Regions from separate parts of the Zea mays genome. Here regions 1 and 3 are each linked to region 2. The links are chromatin contacts, called in public Hi-C maps. All regions are on one chromosome and are shown on one strand. The core of a region is the stretch at or near the end of the contact, and the rest is flanking DNA. Distances in the headings are between cores, read along the strand shown. Region 1 holds the start of LOC100279146. Region 2 holds the start of LOC100285351 (pale aleurone color 1). Region 3 holds the start of LOC100193650.

Region 1 (4,508 bases), core at 98-2,597, 150 kb after region 2:
AATTATCGCCCAGGACTATACATGAGCTGGTGTGTAGTTAAACGTATGTATACTAAAATTATTAAGAACATGTTGTATATATATCTTCTGTGATAGATCTAATACATCTTTATTTCTATCTTGGTGAATCTCAGTTCCCAATACATAAGATATCTCCTCGAGATATTTCATATCGAAGCGTGAGGATAGAAACCTTTTAGTCTCTAATTGCATATTCTTATCACTGCTTGCTAATAGAATATCATTCACATACACCATAAGGAATATGATTTTCTCATTTTTATTATATTTGTCTTCTGAGTTTTTTAAACCTATTATTATTATTATCATCATCATCATCAAATTTAAGATATCACTATCTCGACGCTTACTTTAATCTATTAATGAATTTCTTTAGATGAGAGACGCGTAGACTTGAGAGAACAGAGGTGGGCGAGAAGCGATGTGTGGGGTACGTGCTAGGTATGTGGAAGAGACGAGGAGGGTCAAGCGACAACATAGCCCCATGGGAACGGAGAAGAGGGACACGCAATGTAACTGCTCCTTGCGCGCGAAGGAAGGGAGCAGAGCGAGCAAGCCCACAGAGGCAAGGTGATTAATTTTTCGGGATGACGACATGGCCCATGGAGCATGGTTTCCTTCTCCAGAGGATGAGAAACCAAGGATCAGCCTCTCAGGCGCCTAAATCGTGAGGCGCCATGGCTTACGGGCTCCATGGCGCATGCAGCTGTAAGGTCGTGCTGAGGAGACCGTGTGTATATGTCCGTGTAAAATATTGTTGTACTATAGAGCATACTTTTTATATAGGAGAGTTTAGAATAGAGAGTTACATTGGAATGTGATAGCAAGACTGTTAGAACTACAAGAAGGCAAGACATGATTGACAACGATAGAGGGGAAGACTGATATGTGCTTTGACAAGTGAGGTTGGATGCGTGCGACGAGGATGTAGCCCATTGTTAAGGATGGTGATGGTTCATGATCCAAATATTTATTCATAATAAATTAAGGTCATTAAATATTTTTAGTTTAAAATAAATATAAGCCAAAGTCTGACCATAGTCTACTTTAATTTTTAAATTTTATAGTTTAAAATGTAGAGACCATTAGCACCCCTACACGTAGGATTGAGGGGAGGACGGACGCAGGGCGATGCTCGTGGGCGTGGTCTCGTACTCTCGTGGACCGACCGGCGAGTCATGTGACGTGATCTCGGATAAGCGGATAAGGTGCCATCGCTGGCTCGCTGCCGTTGGTCACATCTCGCGGTGCAGCGCACCTAGCAGTACTCGCTCCGCCCAAGAGCCGAACCGGACGTCCTATCCTACGCGCGCACCAGGGGCCAGGGGGCCATGGGCAATGGCCTTGGCCTGCGACTGCAAACCAGCAGGCAGCAGCCGCGCCCACCGGACGCCGAAGCGAACAAAACTATCCTGGCCCCACCGTCCCATATCCATGAATCCAACCCAAACCCTAAACCCAATCCATGGACCATACACACACCGAGGCGCCCGTAGGCCGTACCCAATCAATTTTCCTACCACCGCCGCACCACCGGACCGTTCATTCCCGCTTTTCCCAGCCCCGCGCTCCCGCTCCCGCTCCCGCGCCCGCGCCCGCGCCCGCGCTGCTCCTCCTCCCTCGTCTTGTGAGGCCGACAGCCGGAGAGGCACAGCGCACCAAATGATTCTGGTGGCCATCGTGGCGGAGCTGCTGGAGGAGTACACGGCGCTGGTGGCGCGCGTGCTGGAGCAGCTGCTCCACGGCGCGCCCTTCCCGCGCCGCATGCGATTCCTCATGCTCCGGAGCCTCCCCTTCGCCACGCCGCCGCTCCCGCCGCCGCCGCCAGCGCACGCGCTCCACGTCGGCGCGCCCTCCCCGCCCCTCTGAGTCAGAGTACTGTTCCTCGACGTGTTTCAGCGTTTGGTACGTAAGTTCTCATCTCGGTCATGAAAGAAAAGGGTAGCGAATGTGAATCTGCGCTGCCTCCGATCCTCTCCTCGTTGTCTCGTTGAGAAGCCTCAGCAAGAGCAGTTTCAGTGTCCACGGATCTGCTGTGTAAATTCTTTGCTTAGTTTGTCCGAGTAATATAATAGCAGTGATTAATGAGCAGGTGATTCGGAGTTGTTCTTCTTCTCCGTATTTTGCCAGTTTGGATAGCTTCAGCGCAGCTGCCTACCTGGTTCTGGATGTGACTAGAGTTTACTCTTCTCCAGTGGCGTCACGGTCAGGAGTAGCTAGCAGCCTAGCAGGCGTCTGGAAATTTCGGACAGACACGTGGCAGCCCATGCTAGCTTCCAGGCGTTGGACCATGATCTAACGCTGGCCGCAGAATCGCTGTCGCTGGCGAGAAGGGACTGCGGGTGGGACTGCCGTCTCATTCTTTTGGTGACGTGTGCGAGGGGATCCAAATCCAAGGGACGAGACGACATGCAAGTGTTGCTTCAATCTTGGCCCTTAATTCTCCGAATACTCTTCGTCATCTTCACTACCACCGAGTTCCCGGTTCAAATCCAAGGGACTGCCGTCTCATTCTTTTGGTGACGTGTGCGAGGGGATCCAAATCCAAGGGACGAGACGACATACAAGTGTTGCTTCAACCTTGACCTCGTTCGTTCGTTCACTTTAGTATACAATAGTAATCACACTATAAACACGGTTATTGTGATCTCGTAAGACTTATAAGTGTCTCATGGTTAACTACAATTATGTGTGTAAGTGTCAAATAATACATGCAAGTATCAAGGGTTGGATGTGTCTATTTCTCACTCCTAATCACTAGGTATAATCTAGAGCAAGCAATAATATAACAGACTAACTAATCAAAATACTTTATAGAGCATCTACGCTAATCCATGAGTGATTTTTAATTTTTTGGGGTCTAGAGTTATAGAAATGGAGTATCAACTTTATAGAGCACATACGCTAAACACTTTATAGAGCACCTACGTTAATTTAAACAAAACTGTTGGATCCTTGGCTAAAACTAGAGACCTCTATAGATGAGAAATATGAGTGCTTAAGCCCTGAGCTAAAATAAATGGTAGCCAAGTGATACTAAACTTGTCGGGGACCATAATTAGGGGTACCCTCAAGGCGCCTAATTCTCAGCTGGTAACCCCCATCAGCATAAAGCTGCAAAGGCCTGATGGGTACGATTAAGTCAGGGATCAGTCCACACGAGTGACTCGATCACGCTTCACCCGAGCCTAGCCTCGGCCAAGGGCAGCCGACCTCGAGAGACTTCCGTCTCGCCCGAGGCCCCCCTTTTTACGGCGGACACATCACCGGCTCGCCCAAGGCCTTGGCTTCGCTCAGAAGCAACCTTGACTAAATCGCCACACCGACTGACCAAATTGCAGGAGCATTTAACGCAAAGGTGGCCTGACACCTTTATCCTGACACGCGCCCCCGGCAGAGCCGAAGTGACCGCCGTCACTCCACCGCTCCACTGGCCAGTCTGACAGAAGGACAGCGCCGCCTGCGCCACTCCGACTGCGGTGCCACTCGACAGAGTGAGTCTGACAGGCAGTCAGGCCTTGCCAAAGGCGCCACGACAAACTCCGCTCCGCCCGACCCCAGGGCTCGGACTCGGGCTAAGGCCCGGAAGACGGCGAACTCCGCTCCGCCCGACCCCAGGGCTCGGACTCGGGCTAAGACCCGGAAGACGGCGAACTCCGCTCCGCCCGACCCCAGGGCTCGGACTCGGGCTAAGACCCGGAAGACGGCGAACTCCGCTCCGCCCGACCCCAGGGCTCGGACTCGGGCTAAAACCCGGAAAACGGCGAACTCCGCTCCGCCCGACCCCAGGGCTCGGACTCGGGCTAAGACCCGGAAGACGACGAAACTCCGCCTCGCCCGACCCCAGGGCTCGGACTCCGCCCTGGCCTCGGCCGAACGACTTCCGCCTCGCCCGACCCCATGGCTCGGGCTCGGCCTCGGCAACAGAAGACAGACTCGGCTTCGGAGGAGCCCCCACGTCACCCTGCCTAGGGCACAGACCCGCCACGTCAACAGGAAGCGCCATCATCATCCTACCCCGAATCGACTCGGGTCACGGAGAACAAGACCGGCGTCCCATCCGGCCAGCTCCGCCGGATGGGCAATGATGACGCTCCACAAACTCTATGACGACGGTGGCCCCCAGCTCTCTTACGAAAGCAGGACGACGTCAGCGGGGACTCGACCGCTCCAACAGCTGTCCCTCCGCCAGGCTCCGACGCGCCTCCGACAGCCACGACATCACGCCAGCAAGGTGCCAAGATCTCTCCGGCTGCCACATTGGCATGTACCTAGGGCGCTAGCTCTCTCTCCGCTAGACACGTAGCACTCTGCTACACCCCCCATTGTACACCTGGATCCTCTCCTTACGACTATAAAAGGGAGGACCAGGGCCTTCTTAGAGAAGGTTGGCCGCGCGGGACCGAGGACGGGACAGGCGCTCTCTTGGGGCCGCTCGCTTCCCTCACCCGCGTGGACGCTTGTAACCCCCCTACTGCAAGCGCACC
Region 2 (4,398 bases), core at 883-3,382:
AGCACTTCTCTTGTACTTCTGCTTGTAAAGATAATCCTATTGCCGTTTCTCTAGAATGAAAGTGACCAAATGTTGCCGTTCTCTGGAATAGAAATGGCCAAATGTTGTCGTTTCTCTGGAATGGAAGTGGCCAAATGGGCCAAGGTTCGGTTCAGGAAAAATAAGGATGACAATTTAAAAGAAATTAAATTCCTAACAAACCAATTGTTCTCTTGGGTATCGTTTCGGCAGAAGTGGAAGACACTGCTCATTATGCCACCACTACAATGGATGAATGATTTTGTGTTATGGACTCCATGAGACTGGCGACCGGTCCTAAACTTGTTTGATCTGTAGCAATTGTTGGTGGTTAGTGTGGTTGATGAGTGGACATCTATGTAAATTTGTTCAGTCTTTGCTTTATGCTAATGGGGGCTTCATGAGTAGGATGCTACCGATAAGCTATAGTTAGCTAGTAATCCAAGCATGTATAAAAAGAATGTTGTAAAACTCCTTATTGGCTTTGAATACGAACAAAGAAATATCATATTCCAAAAAAAACAATGGCATAAAAAACACAGCATGGAGTAAAAATAATGCTGCAAAACTCTTTATCGGCTTTCAATATAAGCAAGGATAAAAAAATGGAGGCACACAGAGGTAGAAGCAGTGTTATTAAAACAACGTTTAAACGACAAAACTTTAATTAGAGATTGAATTCATGTTTTAGCGTTTTGGCGTTCTAAACTGTAAAACGCAGTGTTTCATGCGTTTTAGACCATTAGCTACTTTTGGGTTCAGTCTGTTATCTACTTTTGGGGTCCAATCCGGCTCATGGGTGAAGTTTTGGTAAGCCACTAACCTCTTTGTTTTGATATTTAACTTAATGTTATTGTCTCAAATTATGATATATTGGTATTTTTCCTGTGTTGTTTAAAACTACGTTTAAACATTGTTTAAACGTTTAAAAGTCAAAACTTCACCCATGAACGTTTCAACGTTTTATCGTTTTAATAACCTTGGTAGAAGAAAACAATGTATTTAAGCAAAGTATGTATTAGAAAACAAACAACATGCAAAACATCAACATATTAGAGGGAGGGCAAGTACAAAACTCGGCTGGAAGGGGGAAAGACCGCCCCCACGGTATTATATTAAGAAGAAGCTCAATTAGAGCCCCGGCCGAGAAAGGTCACGAAAATTGGCTCCCCGTTCAGCATGAGGGTCCACCTCCTATAGGCCAGACTATGGAGACTAGGGGGTTGAAACAATAAGCTTATGTCTGACTGTAGGTGACTGTTTGGGCCTTTTTTAGCATGCGCTAGTAGTTGCACTTAGTTAATGTCGTTAAATGTCTGCGAGAAAAAAGAGAGGGAACTGGAAAATTGACTAGAATTGCACCAGAAAGGAGCTGTTACTTGTTCAATTAAATGTCAGCCTAGCTCTGGCTACCATCAATAGTCACTACAGCAGCATATAAGCATTACTTCACCATTTTTACCCTAAACAAGGTCACCCGTGAATTAGGTTTTCAATCCAATGAAATCACCCCCAATTAATATCTTGAGTACTTAGCTTAAATGAGAGGCCAGCTGCTCAATAGAAACATAGAGCTTGACATTTTTTTCCTCGCATTGATAACAGGGCACCTCCCTCCCTCCCTCCCTCTCCCTCTCTGAGTGCAAGTGCAACCATAATAGCTAAACTGCTATTGCGCCCAATCGCTCCATACAATCTAACAATAAAAAAGAGCTAAACTGCTATTGCGCCCAATCGCTCCATACAATCTAACAATAAAAAAGTAGTAATGATTACAAGAAAAAAACAATGATCCCCAGATCACTCCCCTCAAGCAAACATAGGTATCATATGAGAAATCAAGAATCTCAGTCCATCAGTCAGAGCAACCACAATCTAACCATCCATTACATATTACGAATAGCAAAGGTGGCGTCAACAGAAGAAAAGGTTGCGAGAGATTTGACCTCGAGAAACTCCTGCGCGTAAGCCTGTGCGAGCTGCGTCTTGATCTGTTCCATAACAACGTCCGGGTTAGCGCCGGGACCTGACGACGACGGCGAGGACGAGAAGGAATCCATGGCAGGCCGCTTCGCCTTGCTTGCTCCCCAAGTCCTGCGCTGCGCGGGTGGTCGGTGGCTGGCTGCACGCTCTCTGTCGCGGAGGACTTTTTGCCGAGACGCGGCTGGTTATACTTGTCAGGGGCGGCGGGGGAGCAGCGGAGCAAAACCCTAGCAAGATGGTCGGGTTCGGCGTAAGAAAAGAAAGGTTCGGCCCATATTCACGAAGAATGCTCGGCCTACGGAGGACCGTAAGGCCCATGGGACTTGGGTGTGATTCAACTATGCGCAGGCCGGTCTATTCAGATATACATACCCATTTCCATTTGCACGCTGTGGGTATGTTGTCGCCTTACCTTTGTTTTGTTTTGTTTTGTTTTGTTTTGAGACCGCCTTATCTTGCTTCAGTCTGAATGTTCTGAGGCATGAGCAGATTTGTAACGAGGGTATTTACAAGAAATAAGCCGCTACTTTGGACTGTAATTATCGTATGCCCTCGGATGACGGTCTACTCTCACCAGTGCCTCCGTTGCATCAAGTGGTACAGGTGCAGCGAAGTAAAATTAAGGGCGCGCACGAATGAGTACAAGCTGGTGGGGGCTAACACACGGCTGCAGACTGTCGCGCCCGGCTGCGCCGCTGTCCTCGCACCTGCCTCTGCCCACGGTCCACCTCGAGCCATCCAAATACATCGCTCAAGCGTCCGTGCAGGTGGGCAGAGGAGCATGGGGACGGAGGAGGACGTCGTCTCCAGTCCCCCTCAATCATGGCAGCAAACAGTGTGGGCGTCGTCTCCACCCACGGCCGGGTCGCCGTTGCCACTCGCTACCCACGCACAGGGAGAGAGAGAGAGGAGCAGCGCAGCCGGCGACAGCTACGCCTCTTCGTGCAACGAGCCAACGCCGCCCGGGTCCCACCGCCTGCCTGGTGCGGCTGCTGGTGGGCTTCAGTTTGCAGCATTGGGCTGATCTGGGCCGGCCTGCTGCCCCGCTTGCCTTGGGTTCTTCTGCCGATGGGCCTGCCGGATAACTGTGCCAAGCTCATTGTCACATCGACGAACTCGTTGCCGTCGTTGTCAAAAAGGAAAAAAACGAAGGGAGCTTCGGTCCGGAGATGTGTCTATCTCTCCGCGCGCGCGCGCTCAGTCAGTTTTCCACTCGAACTGGACTGGCTTTTCATCTTTCTTCGACCAGCGCGTGGCGAGGCGGCGCCATCATACCCGTTCGTGCGCTCGTAGGACACAGCCCAACACCTGTCTGTCAGCAGCTAATACGGTTTATATGTCCGTGTCGACTACATGCGTGATGGGTTCTAGATGCGCCGCTATGCATCTACCACATGTCCAATCAAGGAATGGATGGATCAAAAGGAGACCAAAGCGGACGACAGCGTCCACACGTCGTCCCATCTCACTCCTACCTTCACCAGAAGGCCGTTATCCTCTCTTGGATCAGCACCGCACCACCAGGCTCCAGGGGAACAGAACAGGGTACCCTGTCCTAACGGACGGCACCACGTAGTAGTACAATGAATGCATCGACGGCAGGCATGGGCAATTAAATAAAGTTCGTTGATGGATTGGAGGGAGGGAGGGAGGGCGACGAAACAAAAGCATGGGCAGGTTTTTGCATGCATGCGACGCTCTGCATCAGATCTGCCGCTGCGCCGCGCGGACAGACGCGACTGGCTGCTCCTCGCTCTGTTGCAACAAGGCTGCGCTGCGTGCTCGAGCCTGCGCTCGAGACTACCTGTCGTCGTTGACATGCACTGACACCTCGTTCGTTTTTTTGCAGCGTTTGTTTCTCCTTTTTCGTTTCATCTTTAAGGCTACTTCTGGCCAGCAGGTTATTATTGCACTATCAGGGTTCTCAAATATTTATCACCGGCTAATTCATTTTTAACTAAATCGCGACAAATAAAAAAGAGCGGAAGAGTAATTATTAAGCCCGGCTGAATGTTGTAAGATCTACATATATAATACAATTAAAGGCTCAGTTTGTATCTATTATAGGTAATAGTTAGCTGTAAAAATTACATGTAGACATCTAAACAACACAACTAGTAATTTAGCTATTAGCTATAGTTGGAGACACCCAAACACCTCTAGTTAATAGTCTAACTAACTATTAGCTACAGCCTCAACCAATAGTTAGCCAAATATTTATTAGTTAGCTAACTCCACTAGCAACTTTTTAGCCATCTGACTATTATATTAGCTCTAGTGCATTCAAATGGACCTAATTCTAGTTGCCGTTTTAAAAAATATATATAACTGATGTACACTTCTACTCATTATAAAAATTGTACTATTCAATGAGATCTACTCCCTTCGTCCTAAAAT
Region 3 (4,666 bases), core at 1,372-3,871, 180 kb after region 2:
GTCGGCTTAGGGACCCCCCTGTCTCGAAACGCCGACAAAACTAATCAGTCCTCCTCTCCATTTATAGAGCGTTATTATCACTTTCTAAACTACCCTTATTTACATAGAGCATATCCACTCCACCGGAGACGAAATAGACCAACTACTGGGATTTTGATCTGACGACCACGTCCTTCATACGGAGTTGCTTCGCCTTGACGCACCCTTCGTAATCACGCTACTTGCCGCCACCGGTTCCCTGCGAAACTGATGCCGCCAAGTTTTGAGGCCCAAACTTAGCAAAACCCGACATCTGTAGCGCTGAGTGTTTTTGAGGCCCAAACCACCACACCTACGTAAGCACCGAACCTTGTGCACGTCCTCCACGACCAGACACGTGTCCCGTCAATACTCGACCACGCCGGTAACACGGTCTACTCCACAGTGTCCTCGCACGAGTGCGTGTTCTAGGAGTCAGTCATCACGTCTAGTCACTCGGCTGCTCTAGTCCGTCAGTTAAGACTCAAGACTCGGCACGTTCGTCATTTACCACTCCCGGTCGATCAACACGAGCCCGCATGACCTTCACCTCAGCCCTCGACCACTATCCATGTACTCTACACTTGCACACCACAAGTCTACCGACATGGTTGCACAAGTATAATCTCACATCCTGATCAGTCTACTAACTAATCCAGAGTACTACCCATTGATAATCACTCATCATCAACCCGCATCACAAGATAAAGTACTACCCATTGATAATCACTCATCATCAACCCGCATCACAAGGTAAAGTCAACCTTATGTTCTTACTCTAGCGTAGGGTCGGCAAGCTGATGAAGTTCTTCTAGTATCCCCGGCCGTCAGTCAAGGAGTTGCTCGATCAGACAGCTCAAGGATGGTCGATCGGCCGGGTTCAGCGCGGTGTAGAGGGGGTGGTCTACGCGTGACGGTGTGGAGAAAAATTAGCTTGTTTTCTTGTTCAATCCCTTCCAAATTCTCTTGTCACCAAACTGGTCCTTATGGATGTAAGGTTGCCGTGAAGATAAAAGAAGATAACGAAAAATGGAATAAAATAAATAAACTGTTCGATTAATTGGCCTCGCCGGTAATACGGCATTGTTCTTCCCCAACATGTCGAGGCCTTCACGGCCAGCAGAGATTTGGCATCCACGAACTGCGATCGTGCAACTTACCGTGAACCTGGGCCTCCTATCGATCGAACCCACCGGGTCTGCTCGGATGGTGCCTGAAAAATGCCGAGCTTTTGGAGGACGCAGAGGAACCGATTCGTGATCTTCAATGAGAAAGAATAGTTTCTGTCGTGTGGCCAGATTAACGTGCAGTGCACATGGACTGCGAGAAACGAGTGAGGAGGGCAGGAAATGTGATGTGTTCATGAGCAGTGAAACGCTGAGAAATACGCGCAACAGTCTGAAGAGATGAGCACCAAAAGCGACAAAGAAACGAAAGATGCCATCGGATGATCGGAATCGGCATTCATTGGTACGGTTGTCTACTTTGCCAGGGAATTTGTGCGTGATATCAGGTACGCCATCCATTCGGGAGGAATGTTCTGCTTTAAGGCTGTCTCCAACAAGGTTCCCTAAATTTGATCCCCTAAAGGAATATTCTTTGTCCTTTACAGCACTCTCTAAAAGATTCTGTACTATATATCTTCTTCATCTCCAGCAATATCCTCTAAATTCCATCATCTATATCAACAGTGTACTAGATTTGACATTCTATATTATTTTTTATTACTCGTCACCACGTGACCTTACAGACACAAAAAGGTGTACAGTGTATAGAACACCCTCTACAGATAGGGGACGCATGCCATCCTCTAAATTTTAGAGGACGCTTTAGAGTTCCTTGCTGGAGGGATAAAGGACCTGACCGTCCTCTATATTTAGAGTACAGAACCATTTACAGTCTCCTGCTGGAGACAGCCTTGTATCTAGTAGGGAGTACTCCAAACACCAAACCTGCAAACGAACTTTCAGAGCTCGCTCTGCTGCTGTAGTCCCATGACCAAACAACCGGAAATATTCGCCAGTTACCAAACAACATGATCTCATCCCATCCATCGCCTACCCGCTGAGGAGAGACCGGTGCACCAACAACAGTGGAGACTTCAAACGCCGTAGCATACGTACGTACATCAGATACTGTATGATGTATGCGAATTTTCCGTTCGTCGGGCTCCAGATTTGCGGTAGGTTCGGGGTTGTTCAGAGCAACAATCACGGACGAGCCCCCGGTAACATGCGTCACCATCTCAGATGTCAACTCTCCAGCCCGGCCGGCGTGCGAAACATGCCACAGATCCAACAGCTGATCCAGTCCAGACCGCGCCCGATTCATCATCAACACCGAAAGCCCAAACCCACTGTGGCTGCTGATCTCAGCCGGCTGCCCGGCTCGATCGACCAACCCCTGCAACCACAACGCGAAAGCGACGTTTCCAAACTCGAATCGGCTCCACCGTTGCAGTTTGAGCCCAGCTAGCTAGTTAATCGATTGATTATATCGGATTAATCAATCCAGGCACGGGTGGTGGTGTGTACGTGTGATATATAGGAGTATAAACATAGCGCGAGCGGCCCATACCCAACAACAAGCCAACCGCCAACACAGCCGGACACCAACCTGTGGTCGCGACGCCACCCGGCCGTATAAATCCACGCCGCCCCGTCGCCGCCGGATCCTGCCAGTGCCAGCACACCACGGGTTTCCCCTGTCGGAGAGAGGACGCCTTTTGGTGCTGTCCCTGTACTTCTCCTTTCGAAAGGATCTCTCTGCGCGCCGGGGCGGCGATGGCGGCGGCGCCGGCGCCCCTGCCGGCGCCCGTCGCAGACTGGTGGGAGCGCGTCAACGGCTCGCCGGCGTGGCAGGACGGGATCTTCTGGACCCTCGCCGTCCTCTACGGTGCCATTGCTACCGCCTCATTCGTAAGCGTCTCGTCTTCTTCTGTGAATATGGACGCCTGCCAGTAGAGAAAGATGCGTGCTTTCGTGCCTCTGTGCTGAATTATTTACCCAGACGTGATACCATCAAAGGAATAAGCAGGCGCCCGTTGATGCCTTCATCATGTCATTGCATGAGAATAAGCATTAGTATCTTTCTTTATACGGTTATACCTGTGGTTGACATGCGATGCTGGCTGTTAAAAGAATAAATTGAGTATTTGAAAAACGGAAGAAGAAAAAAAAATGATCGTACTATGCCATGCAGATCCAAGTTGCCAGGATACAGTGCAGAGTCCCTGAATATGGATGGACAACCCAAAAGGTCTTCCAGTTCCTGAATTTCGTGGTCAATGGGGGTATACAGTTCAATCCTTGTTGCAGAAAAGACATCACATATGCTCTCCTTCTTGCTCATCTGTCTGTTGTTTACTGCTAACCTTGCTGTATTTCAAATCTGCAGCCAGGTGCTCTATCTTTGCTTTCCGTCGCCAAGTGCAACAAGTGAACCCTCCGGTTTGGACGCCTTAACTTTGTCCTGTAATGTAAATGATAATTTCAATTTGATCGTCCTAGCTTGGATTGCTCACGTTCATTTGTATTCCAGATCTTTCAGCATGTTATTCTTGATCTTCCTGGCCTTGCATTCTTCACTACCTATGCACTGTTAGCGCTTTTCTGGGCCGAGATACTTTACCAAGCACGTGGAATAATGACTGATCGACTTAGATCAGGTTTCTACATCATTAATTGTGTTGTTTATGCATTGCAGGTAAAGCATGATCTTTCTATTTACTAAGTCTAGTGCTAATTCAGTTTGTATAAATTTTTCATGCATTGTGTGTCTCTTTGCTGAACGGCATTAACATTTTTAATTTCTTTGTATATGGTGCTATTCCACATTATTAGAGGCCTTTCTTTTAAGAAAAGACATTATTAGAAGCCAATTGGAATTGTAGAAGAATTCATTACTTTGGCATAGCGAGAAAAAATATTTCTGATATTTAAAACTCTAATGTCAAAATATAGATTCTTACTAACTCAAATATAAAGTAGTTAGCAGCAGATAAAGATAGTGCACAGAGTAAAAGGAAGTATCTTTATTTGTTAAATTTTGGTTGATTCTTTTATGGATGATTGATTCGTTTTGTATTAAAGAATTGCTCATTTTTTTCCTTGAACAAAAATCTTCTTATTTCAGTTGTTCATATGTTTACATTGAGTATCCTGTTATTATATTCAAGACATTCTGATGGAATTATTCTGTCTTCAGGGTTTTCTGTGGTTGTGGCTGTGGTGGAATCCAAATCATTCTATGCTAGTCACTTCTAAGTTATTCATTGCAGGTCTTTCTTTTTTCACTGCCTTGGGTTTTCTGATCTATGGAGGAAGGCAAGATCATGAATACTACTCAATGCTTCTTTAATAAAGTCATTAACAACAATGCATGGATTTTTTTATTTTATCTTTTTGTTAGCCAATTGGATTGACTAGGTTGTCTGCAAAACATGTACCGCAGAAGTATAAATCTAAAAAGTGTTACGTTAGTACTTAGTGATATGCATCAAGTTCAGGGTTTGATCTAGCTACCGCACTACATACAAATATGCAGTATGCACTTACATTTCTTGTTTGTTCAGGCTTTTCATCATGCTGAAATATTTTCCTATTGAGTCAAAAGGGAGGCAACAAAAGCTGAGAGAAGTCGGCAGAGT

Evidence for each region. Hi-C and Micro-C count contacts between places; a contact is called where the count stands out from the background.
Region 1: a Hi-C map of tassel shows a contact between it and region 2, with 4 times the contacts expected there. The contact joins the promoter of LOC100279146 here to the promoter of LOC100285351 in region 2. A contact is called at or near these places in 7 of 25 Hi-C or Micro-C datasets (ear, endosperm, leaf and 1 more) and 1 of 3 datasets of contacts at active chromatin or transcription factors (leaf).
Region 3: a Hi-C map of leaf shows a contact between it and region 2, with 4 times the contacts expected there. The contact joins the promoter of LOC100193650 here to the promoter of LOC100285351 in region 2. A contact is called at or near these places in 3 of 25 Hi-C or Micro-C datasets (ear, endosperm and leaf).

The regions. Positions count from the first base shown.
Region 1 is chr5:204,665,781-204,670,288 of Zm-B73-REFERENCE-NAM-5.0, forward strand. LOC100279146 reads left to right here and starts at 1,348. Exons shown (of 1, transcript XM_008647841.2): 1 at 1,348-2,748. The coding sequence starts at 1,360. The coding sequence ends at 1,890.
Region 2 is chr5:204,514,578-204,518,975 of Zm-B73-REFERENCE-NAM-5.0, forward strand. It overlaps LOC100285351 (pale aleurone color 1), which reads right to left and starts at 2,133. Exons shown (of 2, transcript NM_001158243.1): 1 at 1,965-2,133. The coding sequence starts at 2,078.
Region 3 is chr5:204,690,406-204,695,071 of Zm-B73-REFERENCE-NAM-5.0, forward strand. LOC100193650 reads left to right here and starts at 2,622. Exons shown (of 8, transcript NM_001352256.1): 1 at 2,622-2,936; 2 at 3,220-3,310; 3 at 3,415-3,467; 4 at 3,559-3,723; 5 at 4,225-4,343; 6 at 4,592-4,666. The coding sequence starts at 2,802.